Regions from separate parts of the Hordeum vulgare genome. Here region 1 is linked to region 2. Evidence: chromatin contacts called from public Hi-C data. All regions are on one chromosome and are shown on one strand. Each heading gives the region's core, a stretch centred on a gene start, on an enhancer-like site or on the middle of the called end of the contact. The rest is flanking DNA. Distances are from core to core; before and after follow the strand shown.

The links. A called contact is a pair of places that touch in the nucleus more often than the background predicts.
Region 1: a Hi-C map of seedling shows a contact between it and region 2, with 1.9 times the contacts expected there. The contact joins the promoter of LOC123443222 here to the enhancer-like site in region 2. A contact is called at or near these places in 2 of 6 Hi-C or Micro-C datasets (leaf and seedling).

The regions. Positions count from the first base shown.
Region 1 is chr1H:437,085,060-437,090,981 of MorexV3_pseudomolecules_assembly, forward strand. It overlaps LOC123443222 (phospholipase A1-II 7-like), which reads left to right and starts at 4,401. Exons shown (of 2, transcript XM_045119541.1): 1 at 4,401-5,219. The coding sequence starts at 4,512.
Region 2 is chr1H:437,034,147-437,039,848 of MorexV3_pseudomolecules_assembly, forward strand. No RefSeq gene overlaps it. Among protein-coding and RNA genes, the nearest start is that of LOC123443222, 52 kb to the right of the region's middle. Within about 2 kb of position 4,300, at least 3 of the 3 cell types and tissues checked have open chromatin away from gene starts, as enhancers often do. A contact at or near this core is called in leaf and seedling, where this site is marked.

The DNA of each region.
Region 1 (5,922 bases), core at 3,151-5,650, 51 kb after region 2:
TCAAGGGACCCTTGAGGGCGGCCACCAAACACGTACAAACAAGGTTGGGGAAATCTCCACAACTTAATTGGAGGCTCCCAACAACACCACGAAGTTTCACCATGATGGCATATGGCTTCGAGGTGACCACAAATGCTCGGGGCAATCTCCACAACTTAATTGGAGACCCCGAAGCTTGCCCGGAGCTTTACACCACAATGTTTGAGCTCCGAGGCACCACCAAGCTTCTAGGATGCCAAAGCATCCACGAAGAACAATCTCTAGGATACCAAGTACCAAAGGGTAATAAGCTTCTCAAACTTCACTTCCACGTATCACCCTGGAGAACTCAAACCTATGCACCAAATGCAATGGCAAGGGCACAAGGAGTGCCCAAGTCCTTCACTCCCAAATTCCACCACAACAACTAATGCTATGGTGGAAAATGAGAGGAAGTACAAAGAAGTCCCAGGGGAACGCCGTGTTCCAGAGCGCGGCTGCCTGTGCCTCCGTCGTCTGTCCCGCCGGCGTAGGCTGTGCTGGTGGTGCTGGCAGCGAGCAGCTAGGGCATGCTCCTCCGCCTCCGCCTCCGCCTCCCGTCGTTCCTCCTCCGCCTCCTTCTCCTACTCCATCAGCCGAAGGCCTTCGACGCGCTCCGCCCGCAGGTGCTGCGCCCTCCAGTGCTCGAGGTAGACTTTCTCCTGCTGCGGTGTCGCGCCCAGCTAGATGGGTGGCGCAGTGATGAACTCGTGGGCGATGCTGGTCCACTGCTAGACCTCCCGCGTCTCCGTGGGGTCGAGCTTCGGTGAAGGTGGCACGACGCAGTCGGCGGCAGCCGACAGCGCGATGGCCTCCACGAGCTGCTGCTGGTACGTCGCCTCCTCGTCAACCCTACGTCGCGCTTCCTCCTTGCTGTTGCGGAGAACAGATGCGAGTGCCGCCTGGTAGGCGGCCTCAGCCTCTTGGTCCTCGTCGCTGACGACAGGCGGGGGCGGTGGAGGGCCTCCTGGCTGCACTTCGCGCACGCCACGACGGCGCTGCTCCTCGTGCTCCACCGCAAACCACAGCTCCCAGTTAGGGGAGTCGGCCGCGTACGCAGGGTCTCCCCGCTGCTTCGTCGTCAGCAGACGCCGATGACGGCTCACCTCCTCCGCATGCACCCGTGCCTACCACGGCACGGCCGACACCGGAATCCTCTCCGGATCCAGATGCCAGCCGTGCGGCAGCGTGACATCAGGGTAAGGGAGCGGCACGCGGTGCTCCCAGTGCCATCGCGCTTGGTGCATTGGGACGCCCACACACTGGCGAGGCCGGTGGGAAGACGGCGGCGGGGAGATGGCGCGGGGGTAGAGCGGGACCTTGCCCTTGTTTGGGAAGCCGCCGGCCATGGTGCTAGGGTTTTGGTCGCCGAGGAGGTGGCTGGATGTGGACGAGCGGGGTTCTGGAAGCAGATGGCGGAACCCACCGCACGCTCGGATTAAAAAAGGCCGGCCACGGTCGCTGATGCGTGGGCCCAAGGATGGCGACCGTCATAAATAATGTTGACCGCGGTGGTTGGGGACGGACACCGAGAGGGCGCGCGCGTCCGCTTCGCGTCCACGTCGACGCATTTCAATCCCAAATTTGGACTAGAAATGGGTCGGCGCGGACGCGTTTGTTAATGGTTCAACACGTTGGGCCTTTATTTTTGGCCGCGCCGACCCAAACGGACGGCGACGGACGAAAAGGGTCGCCCCACTAGAGTTGCTCTCACTCGTGGAGTTCTTCATCCTAGGAGTTTGTCGGGCTCATGACTACACTCTCTTTTCTTAGGACCTGATCAGGCTCATGCTTGTTGTTTTCCTAAATGCATGTTTGGTTGTAGTATTCGGCTAGGGCAAGCAATGATCTTCGTTTTCTTTTATTTCTTGAGCTTGTTCCCTCCGTTGAGTTGTAAGAGCATCTCCAACAGCCGCGCTAAACTAGCGTCACGCCACAAAATAGCCCGTTTTAGCGCGCGCGCAACGCGGCGGGTAGCTCCAGCGGGCGCACAAAAACGGCGCGCGTGGCATATGCAGTTCGGCGCGCTGGCCGAAACGCAATCGCGCGCCGCTTATTTGCTGCGCCAGCTCCCGCGCGCTGGACTCTCCCGCGCTCGCTCCTCCACTCTCACGCGCTCGCTACCCACTTCCACCCCCATCCGGCCGCGCCGCCGCCTCCGCTCGCGCCCCCCGGCGACCGTTCACGCGCTTCCCCGGCCTATCCCCGCGCCGCCGTCGCCGCCCGCGCCTCCGGCGACCGTTCAGGCGCTTCCCCGGCCTATCTCCGCTGCCGCCGCCGCCCGCGCCCCCCGGCGACCGTTCAGGCGCTTCCCCGGCCTCCCCGCGCCGCCGCGCTTCCGCCCGACCCCCTCCTAGTCCCACCGGCCCTCGCGCGCCTCCGTCGTCCGAGGAACAGCGCCCGAGCGCTCGCTGCCGCGCCGCGCCCGCAAGGTGTTCGACAAAACGCCTACAAGGTATGTATTCCTCAAACTTATGAATTTGGTGCATGTTTTGAATTGTAGTTTTTATAGTATAGTATTGAACATTGTAGATGAGTTCGTCGTATGATTCTTCCGAAGAAGAATTTGATATGGAAGAGAAGGAGGATCTTGCAATGATCATAGCTATGCATATCAATAAAAAATCGAAGCACGGTGGTTCGGTTATGGGTCGGGAGAAAATTTGGAGAGATAGGATTGATGCCCATAACAGATTGATGAAGAACTATTTTGTGGAGAATCCCACATATACGGAGTCGTATTTTCGTCGCCGGTTTAGGATGAGCACCGACTTGTTCAAGCGCGTTGCAGAGAAACTAGCGAGCCATGACCGGTTTTTCCAGCAAAGGAGGAATGCCGCCGGAGAGCTCGGGCATAGCACCTTTCTGAAGGTGACAACCGCTTTGCGTATGTTGGCATACGGTATCCCGACTGATCTAGTTGATGATCACTTGGCTATGGGTGAGAGCCAAGCCATCATGTGTGTCAAGCGCTTTGCACTGGGAATTGTGCAAGTGTTTGGCGAGGAGTATTTGAGATCTCCCACTGCTGAAGACGCCGCAAGGCTATTGGCGATGAACAAATCTCGCGGCTTTCCTGGCATGCTTGGCTCAATAGATTGCATGCATTGGAGTTGGAAGAATTGTCCAAAGGCATGGCATGGGCAATTCCACGACCAAAAAAAGGGTTCCACTATAATCCTTGAAGCGGTGGCCGATCAGGAGACTTGGATTTGGCATGCATTCTTTGGAATGTCTGAATCTTTGAATGACATCACTCTTGTCAACCGGTCACCACTGATGAATAAGATTGCAAATGATGAGTTGCCACCGGTGGAGTTTGTAGCAAATGGCCGTGCGTACAACTATGGCTATTATCTAGCGGATGGCATCTATCCAAAGTGGGAAACCTTCGTGAAGCCGTTGAAAAAGCCAGAAGGTAAGAAAAATCTTGATTTCCACAATGCTTAGGCGGCTGCTAGAAAAGATGTGGAGAGAGCATTTGGGATTTTGCAAGCCCAATTTGCTATTGTGAGAGGACCGGCTAGATTTTGGGATCAAAAAATGCTTTGATACATCATGCACGCTTGTGTGATCATGCACAACATGATCATCGAGAATGAGCGTGGCCAAGATTTAGACTACTCACAGTATGAGCTCTTGGGACATCCCGTGCGAGTGCGACGGAGGGCTGAAAGGGTAGCCCATTTTGTTGCCTCCTATCATGGCATTCGGCGTCCCGCAACGCACAATGAACTTTAGAAGGATCTGATTGAAGAGTGGTGGGCATGGCATGAACGACAAAGAGCATGATTTCTGCATTCGACATTGTATTGTTCATGAACTATTGGTTGTGTTTATTGCATTATTTGTTGTACTGAATGATAAACTATCTGTTTGAGTTGTAATGACTATTTATTGTTGATTTATTTTATTTCTTTGATCATTTTTGCTCCTATTTTTTGAAATGTATATGTGGTATGTGCGTGTTGCGCGCTGTGTATTTTTGGGCGCTGCTGGAGCGGCGCGCGCTGGATTATAGCGCGGCCGTTGAAGCCAGCGTCTATCCCCGCGCTAAACCAGCCGAAGCGCGCGCGGCAAACACATTTTTTGGGCACGGCGCGAAGCGCGGCTGTTGGAGATGCTCTAAGCTTCTAGAGTTTTTCTTTGTATCACTTGGTTGATATGGTTGGTGAATAGTTGTAATTCCAGACCGGTTAATGGCTTTTGTTAATTCAAAGTCATGTTCCCACGAGCCTATAGTTCTAAAGAAAACTGTATTAAGAGTGTACTTAAGTCCTTTTCAGTGAAAACTGTTCTAAAATAATCCTCCCGAGTCCCTACCCCATAATGCCCCGTAGGTGCAGCAAAGCTCCGATCCGTCCTATAAGTACAAGCCCAAGCTGAAGCAAAGGTCACAACACCAGCTAGCCAACAGAGCCAAACTTTACTCGCCGGCAGTGGTAGGCAGCACATCGATCGAGAAGATCCCACGAATTAACACCTCGCGCGCCATGTCGTTCCTCCCGATCCCACTGCCAATCGTTGGAGACATAGCCAGCAGGCTGCATGGCCAAGAGAAACCCCGTGGCGACGACACGACGCCGCCGGCGCCGGCGCGCGTCCTCGGAACCGTGGCCAGCAGGTGGCGCGAGCTCCACGGCGAGAACTCGTGGGATGGGCTCCTGGACCCTCTGGACCCGCACCTCCGCTCCAGCATCATCTCCTACGGCGAGATGGTGCAGGCCGCCTACGACGGGTTCAACACCGAGAGGCGCTCCCCGCACTGCGGCGCGTGCTTCTACGCCTACGAGGACCTGCTCGCCGGCGTCGGGGTGCCCCACCACGGCAACAACTACCAGGTCACCAAGTTCATCTACGCCACCTCGTCGCTGCCGCTCCCCAGCTCGTTCCTGCTGCTGCCGCTGCCGTCGCTGCCGGACGTCTGGAGCCGGGAGTCCAACTGGATGGGGTACGTGGCCGTGGCCACGGACGAGGGCGCCGCCAAGCTCGGGAGGCGCGACATCGTCGTGGCGTGGCGCGGCACCGTCCAGAACATGGAGTGGGTCAACGACCTCGACTTCGTTCCCGTGCCCGCCGCGCCCGTGCTGGGCTCCGCGGCCAGCCAGAACCGCCTCGCCGTCGTGCACCATGGGTTCCTCTCCATGTACACGTCAAGCAACAAGAGCTCCGAGTTCACCAAGACCAGCGCCAGAGATCAGGTAACTAACGTGCCACAGTGACTCATAAATGTGTGTTTTGGTACGTCAGGTCGATCTCACCGGCCCATTATACTTGTGCAGTTCTAACGTACAAAACGACAACAGCTTATATACCTATATACTCCATCCATCCTAAAATAAGTGTCTCAACTTTATACTAGCTCTAGTATAAAATTACACTAAGCTTTAGACAGTTATTTTGAAACAGAGGAAGTAATAATCTAAACAACGACTATAATGAGAAGCAAGGCCACGGTCTAGCTAGCCACAGCAAAACCAGCGTAACTAAATACTGTTAACCTGATTTTTTTGTTAATTTATCTCACTACTACTCCTACTAGAGATTTTACTTAAAAGAGACGGATTCCTTATTCTAATTTAGATGAGACATAGTAAAATGTGAAAATGTGCCAGAAAAAGTAAAACACGGTGGGTAATCATCAGACAAAAGACCCTCGGAGAATCATTAGTTGATTATTAACAGTGCCGAACTGTACATATAGTCCTTGCATAAAAGATTCACCGTGCCGGTTATATATTAACACAGCCCTAGCGCCTGTGTTGTATGATTGGTATGCAGAAATCATGCACGTACGTAGCAAGATTGTCTTCCACTCGACTCGATTAGTGAAATTCCTTGTGGTCCCCACGGAAAAGAAAGAGAAAAGGGAATCCTTTGGATGTTCCCGCAAAGAAAATGATT
Region 2 (5,702 bases), core at 3,050-5,549:
TGTGCCACTAACAAACATCCTAGAGTCATAGTCGTCATCATTAAACCATAACACAAATATAAAGCACCGACGAAACTTGTTGAGAGACCACCTTTGATGCTCGACCGTGGGCGCAGATAAAGAACAAGGATAACTCTACTTAACATATAATGAAATAGTAGTTTATTACACACGACACTTTGTAACAAGCTCACGCCTCCTTTGTCTCTCGTCTAATCATTAGTATAAACCAATTTGGATTCAATCTGCTGCAGTGCATGATTAAGCTTTATGAAAAATAACTGGCCATTAGGTAGATTTTAAAATGGCAAGCGCTGCAAAATAATGTGTCAACTAAATTTTAAAACAACTGGCAAGCTCATACGAGACTAATCATTAGTATAAACCAATTTGGATTCAATCTTTTGAAGTGCATGATTAAGCTTTATGAAAAATAACTGGCCATTAGGTAGATTTTAAAATGGCAAGCGTTGCAAAATAATGTGTCAATTAAATTTTAAAACAACTAACAAGCTCATACGAGACAACTAAGTAAAATTAAACCGCTAAGCACAGCAAAACACCGCAGCAACTAGATTTTAAAACAATCAACAAGTTTTTATGAGGCAAAATGACAACTGAATAGAATTAAACTGGTAGTACAACAGAACACCATGGGAAACTAGTTTTTACTATAGCTGACAAACTAATAAGACAATATGACAGCTAGATGGAATTAAAATGACAAGCATAACAAAATAGTTGTGCTAACTGAATTTTATAAGCAATATCGAGCTTTATGAGACACCATGATCACTCGATCGAATTAAAAATGACAACCACATCAAAACATTGTGGCAACCGGTTTCTAAGCACCGACAAACTTTGTACGAAATGATATGAAAAATATGGCAATAAGTGGTTAATAATATCACAAGTGAGTGGAACAATGTGGCAAGTATGGACAAAAAAATAGTTATTGAAAGATGTCGGCATGAAATCTAGTTTTAAAGATCTAGTTGTGACAAAAATCAGCTACAAAAGTAGATCATTGGTCGAATTAATGGTTTTGGAGATAAAAAAATTTGAGTTTCAAATATTAGAGAGATTCTTGATAAAACTTTTCGAGTTTCAAATATTAAGGAGAATCTTGATGACATTATTGTGTACATGCATGGGAGAGAGGAAATTGGCCACAACATGACACTACTTAGGGCATCTACAATATCGACCCTCAAACAATCCAGATAGGTCCAAATCATATGGTCCGGACCGCGGAAGCCATCCAACGTAGGTTTGTATCGGTATGTGGAGCGGTCCGAATGTGTTTTCTTTTCATAAACCGGAGACAAACATGGAGGGTTTTGCGGGCATCCGGACCGATGTGCCGCCCGCTTCTGACCGCCATGGCCCACCAAAAAACGCTTCCTCACCCACGCGTGTTTGCCACCCGAAATGGTCAACGCCACTTCGGAGCATCATTGGCCACATTCATGCCTGACCAGAGCGGACACGACTTCTCACTAGCGTTGGCATTGAAGTGGCGCCCTGGCCGAGAGACCATCGTCCGCGTCGATTCCAGGTGCACGCATCTGCCCCACGTTCAAACGACACCACGACCACCCCTCCGTCCCTTTGTCGCCCACATTAAAGACACGAGATTGCCAAAAAATCTATTCCGGTGCCACCCGTTCGATGGCATGCCACCCACCATTGCCATTCACCGCGCTATATATACTCCAGCCCCGGCCATAGCCGGCACTCATCCTCCTCTGGTCCCTTTCTCTTCTTTGCACCATTCCCGTGGCCTCCTCACGCTTGAAATCTCTCTAGGACGAGCTCACGCCGAAGCAGAAGAAGGAGATTGCCAACGCCACCCTCCTCGTCGGTGCATTGCAACATGACCATCATTGAGGCCCATGCCCATTACATGGACATGGTGTGGGATAAGCGGGAGGAGCAGTTCCTAGAGGCGCAGGACGAAGCGGCCTACAACCTCTAGCCCCTCAAGGAGCACAAAAGGCAGAGGAGCAGCTTGACGACCATAGGTCGATTGCACCGGACGCGGATGTGGCGGAGCAAGCGACATTGCTTGAGTCATACCGCTCCGCCCGTCAGATCTGCCTCGACCGCCGGCGGTACTGCCAGTGTTAGACAAAACAGAAGACCGTGTACAAAGAGTTCGACGAGGCAGTAGACGACGTGTGGGGAAAGAGCGACGACAAGAAGGACATTGTCGGCTCCATCAAACCCGCTCCCCTGCGCCACAACCATGAAATCGGTATGTCTGTGGGTGTCGTCGACTGCTAAAAAGAGTAGTGCATGGTAGGTCGCCGCCGCTCGGGTCCCCAAAAGACCATCATTCTTCCCTTTTGCCTTACGTGAAGCTTGACGGATTGATAAACGTCGATTGATTAGCTGCTCAAGCTATGACGGCGGAGATTGTTGGGAATGAGCGGAGAAGGCGAAGGCAAATGCGGAGCTCCAATTCTCGAGGCTCATGGCAATCCGAGGGGAATAGACGCCATTTCATATAAACATGTTCGCTATTGTTATAAACATAATTAGTTGCCGAGTAAAAAAGAAAAATATGTTGCACGATCTAAGGGATTAACTAATCCAAGCAACCACTTTTTTACACTAAAAAAACAACCACTTTTGTAATTTACACGTGGTAAAGCTCGTTTCATCACCCGATTAACCAGCCGCTTGATCATTTTAACTAACTGAGTAAATTGTAAAAAACCATCATAATTGAGGACGCAAAAACAGAAAACCGTCATCATTTGTTTTGTTTTTAAAAAACCACCATCATTGTGCTAATAGTTTTCAAAAAAACACTAATGAATCACTAACCACATGTTGACATACTTTCTAACGAATGGGGCCTGCTGTAAGTGTTGACATGGCAAACAAAACTCAATGTTGTTACCCTTGCCATTAAACTGAAGGGGGGCAGCCGTACGAGTCTCGCATGTTTCACGGCGCAGCAAGACATGGAGGAGAGAGAGGCGATCAAGGTCACGTTGCCCTGTAGGATTATGAAAGAAAATCAAACTGAGTCTTAATAGTATTAGGATCTAGTCCTAGTCTATTTCCATAGTCCCCTATGGACGTGTATAAAAGGCACCCTATGGATGTTGCTTGTAACACCAGAAAAACAAAAAGCAATACAAAGTTTGACAGACTCGACACGAGCATGTGGCCATACATCGAGTCGTGCCTTCTCGTTCGTTCCGCCGAAATCGTGTCGTGTCGATCGTAACCGGTTGAAGAAACGATCCGGTTGCACACACACACGTACATGGCTGGATATCCAGATATCTGTTTGCTTGGTTGCTACTCCCTCCGTTCCTAAATATAAATCTTTCTAGAGGTTTCATTACTACATACGGATGTATATAGACATATTTTAGAGTGTAAATTCATTCATTTTGCTTCGTATGTAATTTGTTATTGGAATATCTAAAAAGGACTTATATTTAGAAACGGAGGGAATTGGACGTACGTTCTTCCTCGTGGTTTGGTCTACTGCTTCAAAAGCCAACACCTGCGCCCTCCAGTTCCGGTGAGCACCGGGGTCGTCGGATCCCGCCTAAATCCAGGGCGTCGCCGGCCACCGCTTCACCTACCCCATAGGCCCATACCACTGCCGGGATATGCCGATGTGAGACCATCGCGGCTCAACCGTCGCTGCCAAAACCTCCATCTCCAACCACGGTGGGCAGGAGGTAGCGGCGGGAGTCATGGGCATCAAGCGAGCGCTCAATCTGAAGACGAGGGAGTTCATCCTCCTGCATGCCTCGACCCTGATCTAGATGATGTGGCGGTGCATCCCGTCGTCAGGAGCTCCCCGCTGTCGTCCACCCGGTCATCGTCGACACTCAATGGCTGCCGTCCCGCGCGGCCGTGCGCACGCTCGGCCAAGCTCCCGCCTCCTCCCCTGCTGGCCGAGCCCGGGCATTCGAGGGAGAGGCGTTGATGTCGCAGGTCGACACCAGCAGGTGGCGGTGGCGCTCCTTAGGGGAAGGGAGGCGGCTGTGATGGCGGGATCCAGCATCACAGGGCGGCGGGCCTGCGAGGCAGCTTGCCTGCGGGCGCTTCGGCGCGGGGCGACAGTGATGGTGGGGTCCAGCAGCATCGGGCGGCGGGGCTACGAGACAGCTTGCCTGTAGGCGCGTTAGCGCGGGGCGACGGTGATGGCGGGGTTCGGCAGCACCGGGCGGCGGGGCAGCTAGGCAGCTTGCCTGCACGCGCGCCGGTGCGGGGCGGCGGTGATGGAGGTGTCCAGAACGCCGGACGACGAAGCTGCAAGTGGGACCTCCTTGTCAGACTAACGGTAGTGACCGCCGCCGTCTACGCCCCAGCCACGTGGCACATGACAGTGGGACCTTCTTGTCAGATTTTGCATTAAACCGTTTTAATTGGTCAATCAACGCTTTTTAAAAACTGTCAGCACAATGATGATGGTTTTTTAAAACAAAACGAATGGTGACGGTTTTCTGTTTTTGCGTAACCTCCAATTATGATGATTTTTTGTAATTTACTGTAACTTACCAGAGAACCACATGTCAGTGGAGAAGAGACGTGCTCGTCAATTTTGTCGGCGTCCGATTTCGGCGCCCTCGACGCGCCCATGCGTTGGCCAAAATAACACGGAGCCGTAGGCGGCGGGCTGGGCGAGCCAATATTTTGGTGACGGTCCAAACAGCATCCAAGTCACATGGACGAGCCAAAAGAAAATTGGTAGGGTCGCCGTTGGTGATGATCCAAACAGCTCCTACATGCACACCGACACCGACACCTTTGCTGGTCTATCCAGAGCTGCAAAATAGTACTCTGTACATGTAGGCGTGGTTAAAGGAAACATGGTAATTTTTGCTATGTCATCGACTAGTTATAAATTTCGGTAGTACTACTTGGTTGCAAGCCACGTGTGCGGCGTGGTTGGGCACATGTTGGGTCCTGAGCATGAATGAGTGCCCACTGGTCCTCCTCCTCACGTGCTCGTGCCGGCGGGACGACCGGGGATGGGATCTGCATACCGAGTCCCAGCGCCATCTTCAATGATTGATTCAATCCTTGTGAATGGCGGGCCACAACAATGCTCGAGTATCCGGACCGTCGTTCTAATGAACGTCTGTTTTAGACCAACTTTAACCGTGCGTCGGACGCGTTTTTATCCGTATTTTGTCTATCTATAAATCGATTTATCTGCTTTTTCATGAATGGATTGCCCAACATGGTGATTCATTTTTCGTCCGTATGCATACAGTTTTTAAAACTAAATGATCCGTGATCACATGTCATGCGAGCGTTGAAAGTTCACTCACACTATATGCCAAGGCCGGCATACATATGCCAACCTACAAAAAGAATACACATTTTTCAGCAACTTGCCAGCGGGAGACGACACACATTCCATCACATAAAATGAGAATGTAGTCCGACCACGTCATCTCAGCCATGATCATGCCCACACACCGGGACATGGATTACTCGTCTTCAAAGTTGAACATGTCAGCATGCATCTTCTTGAACCAAGACCGCTTCATGAAAGAGACCGTGCTCAAGTCCACCTTCATTATCTCGACCCCTTCATCATGCAAGCTAGACGGACTTCTCTTGCTTTGGTGGCTCCTTTGATGACCTCGATCTATAACACCTTCGCTTGCTTCTCCGTCTCTAACACGAGCTTTTGTTTTGTATCTTCATGAAGGCCC